2 separate regions of the Mus musculus genome follow, and region 1 is linked to region 2. The links are chromatin contacts, called in public Hi-C maps. All regions are on one chromosome and are shown on one strand. The core of a region is the stretch at or near the end of the contact, and the rest is flanking DNA. Distances in the headings are between cores, read along the strand shown. Region 1 has its middle 29 kb from the start of Gm31843. Region 2 has its middle 47 kb from the start of Thap1.

The links. Hi-C and Micro-C count contacts between places; a contact is called where the count stands out from the background.
Region 1: a contact with region 2 is called in a Hi-C map of the N1E-115 cell line, with 4 times the contacts expected there. The contact joins two enhancer-like sites. A contact is called at or near these places in 8 of 484 Hi-C or Micro-C datasets (the N1E-115 cell line, cortical neurons, embryonic stem cells and 5 more), 1 of 115 datasets of contacts at active chromatin or transcription factors (embryonic stem cells) and 1 of 9 other capture datasets (embryonic stem cells).

What each region holds. Positions count from the first base shown.
Region 1 is chr8:26,349,570-26,355,024 of GRCm38.p6, reverse strand. No RefSeq gene overlaps it. Among named protein-coding and RNA genes, the nearest start is that of Gm31843, 29 kb to the left of the region's middle. Within about 2 kb of position 2,919, at least 87 of the 459 cell types and tissues checked have an H3K27ac peak or open chromatin away from gene starts, as enhancers often do. A contact at or near this core is called in the N1E-115 cell line, where this site is marked.
Region 2 is chr8:26,202,567-26,207,693 of GRCm38.p6, reverse strand. No RefSeq gene overlaps it. Among named protein-coding and RNA genes, the nearest start is that of Thap1, 47 kb to the right of the region's middle. Within about 2 kb of position 2,218, at least 10 of the 459 cell types and tissues checked have an H3K27ac peak or open chromatin away from gene starts, as enhancers often do. A contact at or near this core is called in the N1E-115 cell line, where this site is marked.

The DNA of each region.
Region 1 (5,455 bases), core at 1,670-4,169, 150 kb before region 2:
TACTTCCTACTGGTATTTTCAGAAAGAGTTGTCCTCTTAGTTATCTGGAAGGCTCTGGACTAAAAATTTTCCACTTCTGCATCCTCTTTGCCTAAAAAAGAGAATGGTGGGGGGAGAGGCGTTTCAGCCCTTCCTGTCATGGAGAAAGCTAGAGTTGCCCAGGTAACTTTGCTCTTAGTTCTTATGTTCATCCAGAGCCCCCGGAGCTCTGCCCCCCCCCTTCATCTCCAGCTGGTTCCCTGTGCACTGGAGGATCCAGCGAGAGAGGTGGCATCTGCTGACCCTCAGTCATTAATCAAGCTGCCTGCACCAGAGTCACTTCACAGCCAGGGATGCAGCTTCTTGGCTCCTGGGAGCTGCCTAACAAAATGACAAGAGGCAGGAGTTTATTTGCTATCGCAGGAGTTCCTGGGAGGAAAGGGAAGGTGGTAGTGGGTGACAGCTGGACCAATGTGGGAAGAAATGGGGGCAGAGCAATGTTGTAGATGCTGGGGATTTGGGAGGGGGCATCTACAAGCCACTTTTACTGATGGGCTAAAATCCATTGCTTTCTATAAATGTGTATTTACATTACAGTATGTTGAGTTGAAGCTGGCTTAGAGTCTGTCCCATCAGTTTAAGTTTGCCTTAGGCCACAGGGTGATCGCTACCTCATAGTCCTAAATTCAGCTTGCTTATGGTGTTGGGACCTTTGAACCTCAGAAGTTGGGAGTGGGTATCTTGATTTTTTTTTTCCTGCCAAATACCAGTTGGACTCTCCTGCAGGACCAAATTGAATCCTTCACAGTGTTTGGACACGCAGAAGAAAGTTGCCTGGGTCCTCAGATCAGCTAAAACAAACAAACAAACAAACAAACAAAATTCCCAATATTCCTTTCTTAAGGGAACAAATTTACCTCCTAAAACTTGTAACAGTTTTATAGGATTGGAACCTTCCTGGCTCTTACCCTCCCACCCCGGGGGGGGGGGGGGGAGGCCTCAGTTTTGCTCCCCATCCACCAACTCTGCTCACTAAGCCTTTGTTCTGCAAGTTGACATCTTCTGAGTCAAATCGAGTGGGAGCTAGGGACACAGCTGTGGAAGAGTGTAGCAGGCGGTCTCTGAGCCAACCTTTGCAGTTCTTGATGGACCAACAAACAGAAGAGAGTGGCATGGTTTAGGGCACATCATACCAAGAAACCCATCGGCAATTATTCAAGGGCTTTGATGGGTCAGTCAGCCATGACTTCCTTCCTTCTCCACCATGAATGTTTGTGAGTTTGTCCAGCTCCCTGGACTCCCCCCTTCTTGGAAATGAGATAGCTTTCTTTTTCTGGACTGTTGTTGTCTGGGAAAACTGTGGCCCAGTTTCATCTTGGAAGGCGTCTGGGTGGGAATTAAAGGCTTTGTGATTGCTTCATTCCAGTAGAGGCCTTGGGTAGAGAAGCCTAAACAAACAAACAAAAAGAAAGAAAACATGCCATTTCAGCAAGGAGAGAGAACGCAGCAGGCAAGTGTGTTTGAGAGATATGTCAAATATGTTTATGGCAACTTCCTTACAGCATTTTATTATAATTTACTCAAGGAGAGAAAAGACATCCTTTATCAATGCACTTAGTAAATGCTGGTTATTGTTGCTCAAGGGGCTTCTAAGTTAAGAATGATGCAGACCAGACCCTCATAGCTCCTCCTCTATTCATCCCCACCCCATAGGAGTTTCAGATGAGAACAATACCCAGTTAAATAACTAAGATAATTTTCTGGTAAGAAGCGTTACTTGAGGGCAGCCCTTGTCTCAGATATTTTTTCCTTCCTTATCATCATAAAAAAAAATTGGTTTTATATTGTGTTTTACAACCAACAAAGACCATTTCGCATCTGTCTGTCACACTCCCTACAAAAACCTGGTTGGAGCCACCAAAAATAGCACCATGGCTTTACAGATGGAACAGTGGACAAAACTACGAAGGGACATCTATAAAGCCACCTTTCAAGTAAATCATCGAGCTTGAACTTAGCCAGGTCTTCCTCCTCAAAGTGTAGTGTGATTTCCTCCTCCGTCATCCCCCTTCTTCATAGCAGAGCAATATAAAACCAGCTGGCTCCACTGAGAGGGGCCAGGGGTGGGGAGGGACAGACACTGCAGGCAGGGCTGATCTGGAGCAGCCTTCGGCCAAGAGTGAGTTTTCTACAAGAGCGGAAAAGTTTCTTAAGTGGCCTTTGGCTTCGAAGAGGCTCTGCTTCATCTCTCTTTGACATGGTCCCTGGGAAGAGGGGAGCTGGGGTGGAAAGGATGGGGAATGTAGGGAAGGCTGTCATTTCCATGTTGTCTGTTATCCATCCACACAACCCCTGGGGACCTATTTTCAGACTTGTCTGCTTGCCCAGAAAGGGGCAGGGCCCAAGTTTCACAGAAATTAGAAGCACACAGGTCCTCGGCGACAGAAACAATGATGAAGAGATGCACGCTGATTCAAACCAGTGCCTCCGACACTCGGGGGCAAGAAGAGCCCAGGCTTTTATTATTTTTATTTTCCGCTTAAAAGCAAAGACACCACCCCCCGCCCTAATTGGAATCAGAGCTTCAGAGAATGTTAGAATTGCAGTGAATTTCAGACATGACGATCCAGATGCTTCATTTCATAAAGGGCCGAAAGGCGGAAGAGCTTGGCTAAAGCTGTAGAGCAATCTAGTTGAGTCCCGGAGCAGGGCGGAGCCACATCCCTCTGGCTCCTGACACAGCGCTCTCCCTGCCCCCTTCAGAAGGTTTTCTGAGTGGGCGACAGCCCGGGTGGAGGAGAGGTTGCGCTGCTTGGAGCTTGTGACTCTCTCATCCATGCTGGCAAACACCTTCTTGAAGTGTCTGGCAGCCTGCTCCGGTGTTCACTGCGGAGTGAAGGCAGTAAATCAGGGCTTGCCCAGGGACAGCAGCCTCAGCAATGGCGTGTGCATCTGAGCACTGCAAGACTCCCGGGAAGGAGAGCTCTCTCCCTCTGCAACTATATCATACCTTTTACAAAAAGTCACTTTGAGGTCACTGGGTTTTTTTTGTCCAGTATTTCAATACATTAAATGCAATTACTTCATTGTTGATTTACCTGTCATTACAGGCATGTGTTTGAACATGATTTATTGAGTGAGTTTTGTGCCAGTTGACTTGCGATAGATTGCACAATATTCAAAGGGGCTCATTTGCTTGGCGTTACATTAGAGGCACGATGATTGCAACACAAAGCAATGTAAATGAATTCTGAGAGGCTCCATCATTCATGTTGTCATGTACTGAATCCTATTATTATTTATTACCATAATTGTACTGTGTTTCCTGGGGCGATAAATTAGGAATGATGGGCCCCGCTGACAGTCAAGGGCTGGACTCGCTCTATATAATTTAATAGGGATACTGTAGGGTCTGTGTGTTTGGAGGAGATTTGGGTAATGGTTAAAAAAAGAAAAAAAAAAAGAAATGATTTTTTTTTTTTTACAAAAAGTATAAAAGCTTTCCAAGTTTATTTTTCCCCCTTCCTCTTTCTTTAATGCCTTGGCTACGTTTAAAGTCCCAATAAAAGCTAAAGTAAAAGAAACGTTCTGTCTTCTAGCATGAGATGTTTAAAACTCACTACCTCCAGACACAGTCCAATCCCCGTGGGGTTCTGACAGGTGGTATTAACCCTTGCACCAACAGGGCATCCTGGGGCATGAAGAATCTAGAATTGCCAGGACTTCAATGGCCAGGATGAGGGAGATCACATTAACCTTGCACAAAATTGACTCTAACAGAGCTCCGGGCACTTCATCTTATCTGGTAGGGTGGTGTTTCTGTAGAAGTCAAACCATGCTGGTCAGAACATCAGAGTTGGTACAAAATTGCTGAAGAGGATGGAAGAGGGTTGGGGGAGCCTTGGGAGAGCCTTAGCAGAGCGTGTCACGAAAAACGAGCAGTAGGGGAGACCTGAGAGGACACCCACCTCAAGCCTGTTGAACCTTTGGTGAGGAAACTGCCAAATAGAGAGGATAGACAGCCAACAGACAAACAGCTGCTAGAAATGCCCTGTCTTGCCCAGTTACAGTTTAGATACAAAATGCCCCCCCCCCCGGGGAGCACATCTGATGGACACTTGACCCCTAGCAACTGGTGGTATTTTGAGATGTTCTAGACACTTTAGGAAATGAGCCCTAGCTACAGGAAGTAGGTCATGGGGTCAGATCCTTAGGGCTTCCACCCAGTCCCTTCCTGTGACGAAGAGGTCCCTCTGCTGCATTCTCCTACCACTGCGATATTCCGCCAAAGCACATAAGACCACATAACTGTGAGCCAGAAAGCTCCCCCTTCTTCCCCTCTGGTGAGTTGTTCTCATGGGTTTTTTGGTCACAGCTACATAAAAGCAACTTAACTACCCCTGAGGATGTTAATACTACATTCTACTGGCCTTCTGGGTCAACCAATGTTCGGGGAGTTCTGAGAAATATTACATGATAAACCCAGATATTACCACAGGGAGCAGGGAAGGAAAAAGCCAAAACTGTCTTAACGGTCAGCATGGATCCACCTAGAAAGGTCTATGACTATCAAGAGGCGAGGGGGTAAGCTGATGGTCAGATAGTATTAGTCGGGAAAGTCTTAAAATATCCATATAATGTACAACCGGACAATCAATTTTATTCAAGGAAATAATCAATCTGCCTTTGAACCCTGGGTCAGAGGTCAGGGGTTCATAATCCTACCGAAAGAGACTTTTGACAGTGCATACAAGAGCCTCTCATCACCCTGTATTCTTACCTGCTGCCATCTTCTCAGGGGCTCAGGAGTATAGAGGTAGAAGTAAGGGGGATGTAAGGAACTGGGATGAAATTGAAAGCAGGGGGTTACAGTTATATATGTAATTTCCTCAGTGGAGACAGCATCGAAGCCATTTTGCTGATTGCTCAAGAGCTTAACAGAAAGAGTCCACCCTGCTTGTCTGAGTTCAGCTGGCTTCTACGTAGCGCTGAATGGCTTTGTTCAGATTGATTCTGGCAGTGCCAAAAAAAAAAATCAATACATTGCTGCCTACTAGGGCTGACTTGGCTGTTTAAACAGGAGAACTTAGACCAGTTTAGAAAAACCAGATCAGATCCTCTGGGTGTGACCCCCTTTTCTCCTGTGTAGCTGCTGGAATGATAAAAAAAAAAAAAATTCCACCCCAAATACATTTCATGGAAGCCTCCTATGGCCCTGGCCTGTAATAATGGACTACACCCATTAAGCTGCTTGTTAGGCCCCTGGTAATTTCTCCATATTTGGCCAACAACCCAAGCGGTAGCCTGTGCTTTTCATGGCCTGTGAGGGGCTGTAGTCTTGGTGTTTCAGTGTCCCATCGCAGGTGACAGTCTTCTGCATTATGACCTTAAAGAGCCCTCCAAAGGGCCCTGCAGCTAGCCTTACCAGGCACCATAGAAGTGGCAGTCACTAAAAAAGGAAAAAAAAAAAAAAAGC
Region 2 (5,127 bases), core at 969-3,468:
TACAAGAGGGAAAACATACTTTGCTCCATATTGTATGATGATGGGAAATTATTAAGTAAATTCGTCAAAACTCCCAAGACACCACACAATGAATTTGGGGCTTTCCATAAACGAAGGTGTTTTTTGTGTTTTGATTTGGTTTTTGTGTTTTTGTTTTTTTGGTGTTTTCTTTTCTTTTTTTTTTTTTTTCTTTTTTCTTTTTTTTTTTTTGGTTTTGGTTTTGTTGTTGTTGTTGTTCATTTTGTTGTTGTTTAGTTTTTGTTCCGTGTTTTGTTTTGTTTTGTTTTTGCAACACTATTCACAATGAATGCAGTGGTGACTAGGGAAAGTAAACTCACACTCCTTCTCCTCTAAAACATTGGCTAGCTTTCTCCTGCTTTAACTCTTAAGTGATCACAAGACATCAAGAGCCTCCAGAGGGCTAGTGGGACACTCAGGCAGCTGCCTCACACACCAGGGTAGTTTAAGCCTCACAAGGGCAGAAGTCTATAGAGGGTATAAGGCCTGAGAGCTTGCTTCCTTTTCTCCTAGGTACCCATCACCTGCATGAACTCATTGTCTTTCTTTAGGGTTGATGGTAAGAGCTGAGTAGTGGTGGTGCATGCCTTTAATCATCCCAGCACTTAAGAGGTAAAGACAGGCCAGTTTCTAAGTTCAAGGCCAGCATAGTCTGCATAAGTGAGTTCCGGGGCAGCCAGAGCTACAAAGAGAAATCCTGTCTTAAGGGAGCAACTGGCATTTAAACTGCATTAGGCATCTGTTGGTTCGGTGGAGATGAATACAGCCATAGAAAAATTTTATTAATTTAATAAAATACTTTTGTTAATTCTTTGTATTTTAATCATATTCATTCCCCATTACTTCTCGTAACTCCTTCCAGATCCATTTTGACTTCCTCAGCCCCTCCCAACTTTATGTTATCATCATCATCATCATGGCCGGTCAAGTCCAATTTGGGATGCCCATATTCACGTCTGTGAGACCATCCACAGAGCATGGTCAAATACTAAGAGCCACACCCTTGAAGAAAACTGATTCTACCTCCCCTAGGAGCCATCAACTGCCAGTCACCCCCCAGTTAGGAGTTGGGGGGGGGTCTCATTCTGACATGGGACTCCAGGCTAGAGTGTCGACTGGCCTGATCATGTACTAGTCTTGTGCAGGCAGCCACAGCTGCTGTGAGCTATGAGTACAAGGGTCCTGCCATGTCCAGGAGACACTATTTCACTCCAGTCCTCCCTGACTGACCTCTGGCTCCTGTAAGCTTTCTGCCCCCTTCTTCCATGATGGTCCCTGAGCCTTCGGAATGGGGGACAATTAGGTGTCCCGTTTGTCACTAAGACACTTTTCTTCTACCCCCCCCCTTGTCTTGGTCGAAGCCCAAACAGGTAGAGCACTAATCAGGGGTCCCACCAGCTAAGGGAGATGGCCTGAACCCTGGCAAAAGAGATCCCTTTCCTCAAAGCCGCTTCCCACATCATTCCTCTCCTTCCAGCTCCAGAACACACAGCCCTGCTCTTGCCCTTCATACCAATAACCCGAGAGTGGGAATTATGCAGAGAGCTCATGTTCGACACCCCATCTGTTCATTCCTGACAGCAATATATAATGTAAAGCTATAAAAACTTGAAAAATAATGCAACATAAAAAGGGATTGACTCAGCTCCAAGAGGCCATAAATGGTAACAAATACCACTGGATGATTTATTCCGCGCTGCAATCTTTACAGTAAGTCATCTTTCAGACATTTCCTCGTGACAGGATTTAATAATATTAATGCCCAGAGCAATCCAAATCATCGCCAATAGACATATTTATCAAGCTGCCAATCCGAGTAAATGAAATTCTATAAGCAATAATGTAACATGTTTAAAGGAAGCTAATAAAACAAGTCAGGAGAGAAATATTACTTCAAAAGTATTCTCTCCCTCTAATCCAGGGCTGCATGTTTTACAGCCAAAATGCAAATCTCTCCATACTTGATTTATTGCTCCAAAAATACCAATGACCTTTCCCTAGGCTTCTGTATATTCACTCTTACGCGTTCATAAAGCCCACAGTGCATCCTGCCAGAGTCACTGAACACTGCGGTGTGAGCACGTATTGTTATGTTTGCCTTGCTTTGCTTTGCTTTGCTTTCACACAGGTATGTGGTTGTTTGCCACACTGAACGACATCTCCGTTTCCAAGACATGTTAAAATGCACCAAATACTTGAGCCATAAACCAGTCTTTACAGTGCCTGTCCTGTATGGGCCTCTTCCAGAAGAGCCGCGGCTTAGGTGGAGCCAGGATGATTTATCGGTTGCCAGATAAATTTCACCTGAGAGCGAGCCAATCTAAGCTTTTCCTCAATCCGGCTTGCCTTAATTTCTAATCGCCCAAATGTGGCTCGAGCTTTGCGTCATGCTGAAAGCCTTCCTTGTTAATTTTACCACCTGACTCAATCCTCGAGCAACTTTTTTTAATTAACAAATCCATGCCAATGCAATGAGCACCAAGGCTCTCATCAAATATCGCATGGAAACATGTCCGGTAGTAATTTATCTGATCCATTCTACAATTACCTGGTGACTCATGCTTCTTGCAGATCACATAGAAACCATCCCCTATACAGCCACCAAACCCAGACATTATTGTGGATGCCAGGAAGTGCATGCTGATGGAAGCCTGATGTGGCTGTCTCCTGAGAGGCTCTGCCAGAGCCTGGCAAATACAGAGGCGGATGCTTGCAGCCAACCATTGGACTGAGCAAGGGGTTCCTGATGGAGGAGCTGGAGAAGGGATGGAAGGAGTTGAAGGGAGTTGCAGACCCATGGGGGTTGGAACAGTATCAACAGGCCAGACCCTGGAGCTGGACCACCAACCAAAGAGTACACATGGAGGGACCCATGGCTCCAGCCGGGTATGTGGCAAAGGATGGCCTTGCTGGACATCAGGGGAAGGAGTGGCCCTTGACCCTGTGGGGGTTCGTTGCCCCAGTATCAGAGAATGCCAGGACGAGAAGGTAGGAGTGGGTGGGTGGGTGGGGGAGCAACCTCATAGAGGCAGAGGGCTGGGTTAGGGGGTTTCCTGGAGAGGAACATTTGATAACATTTGAAATAAAAATAAAGAAAATATCCAATTAAAAAATACCTCATAAAAGGCACGTTTTGTTTTAAAGGAGTAAATGTTTTGTACGTGTTTCTGGATGTTACTAAAACACTAGGCTAGTCCTTTTCTTTTTTTTTTCTTTTCTTTTCTTTCCTTTTATTTCCTTTTTGAAACAGGGTCTCATATATCCGCTCCAGGTCTGACTTCGGCTGTTAGTAGCCCACAGACCATGTTTGGTTCCCTGAGGTTTCATGGTTTTGTTTTACCCTCATTCTCCCTTTGTCACGGTGTTTCTGAGTACAGCTAGTAGAGCTAGGTTGGTGTGTTGGTCAGGTTCTCTAAAGAATGAAATTGATTTTTTTTTAAATAAGGTAGATGGGTAGATAGATGCATTAAAAATGACCCATTAAATCATCTTACACAATTTAGTCAAAGTAGTCCAAACAACAGCTGTCTCACACCTGAGAGACCAAGAACCCAGCTGTCGCTGAGTCCGTGAGGCTCCGGGTCTCAACAGTCCCTATCTGGCTCCAAGGGCCTGGAAATTTCCCGGAGAGTCACTGGTCCAGGTCCATGTTGGAAACCTAGAAACCCTGATTCTAGTATCGGAGAAGAAATCAGAAGCAGCACCAACACAGTAATCTAACACAGCGGTGAGAAGGACCTCCGCCGAGGGTGAATAATCTTCCTTCTTCCGTGTCCTGTTGTATTTGGGCTCTTTCCATAAGACACCACTCACAGCGGGGCAGTGGTAGCACAGGCACCAGCCCTTGGGAGGCAGTGGCAGGCAGATTTCTGAGTTCGAAGCCAGCCTGGTCTACAGAGTGAGTTCCAGGACAGCCAGGGCTACACAGAGAAACCCTGTCGAGAGAGAGAGAGAGAGAGAGAGAGAGGGGGGGGGGGGGGAGAGGGAGAGGGAGAGGGAGAGAGAGAGAGAGAGAGAGAGAGAGAGAGAGAGAGAGAGAGAGAGAGAGAGACTCAACCCCCACTACCTGAGGATTGTCATGTAATCCTTGGCGGAAATTACAGGTTCAACTTCCTGGAACGCCTCTCCATGCAAATGGGGTATCCCCAGAACCTTAAACTTCAGCCAATGAAACTTCACCCTAAGAAGAACCCCTCCCACTTTCCGGGGTTTATATAGTCCTTGTTCACCCCCAATAAAGTGTACAAGCTGTTTTGCTGACTGTTGTCTAAGAGAGTCGTAACACTGAAGAGCTATAACACTGAAATCTTCCAAGGAGACCTCCTCCCCTCGGCATTCACTATCAGACCCAGATCCTGCTGACCCACGCTTTCTAGGCATCGGTTCATCCTTTCCCGCTCAGTGTGTACCAGGGGTCCAGACACCCCAAGGGAAAACGCTGACCTCTGAACTCGGCGCTACTCCATCCTTCCCTGCCTGAGGTACACCCATCCAGTGTGCATCAGGGTCCTGACACCCCAAGGACCTGGTATGCAGAAGTCCCTCGATACCCCAAGAAAAGAAGCGAAAAATGAAACCACACAGGCAGGCCCACAGACAACCTGAGGTTGCATTCCCTGCTCAGGTAATTCTAAATTGTGGCAAGCTGACATTGAAAATGAATTCGCGAATGGGTAGGAGCGAATCCCATTATTGTACCCGCTTTGGGGTGCCGGAAGTCCTTACATAATGCTCCTACTTCACCATTTCTTCCTTCCTCTTCTCATTTTTTTTCTACCTCGCTGTTCCTGTCATCCACATCTGTGAAGCTGTGACTCTTGGAATGAGGATAAGATATCCAAGGGGTGTGTTAGCATACAATGAAATATGTCTTTATCTACCCTCCAACTCCCCACATATCCTCCCTTCATACTCCATCCAACTTTGAGGTTTGTTTGTTTTATAACCCACCAAATAACAGGTTAAGGATTCTCATAGCTGACTGTGTATGAGGTCATCCATTGGAACATGAGAAATCTACCAGTTGCCATATTCCCAGTAAAGAACGATTATCCCTCCCCCACCACTGCCAATAGCTCCTCTACGTAGGGTGGGCCTGGAGATCATCTA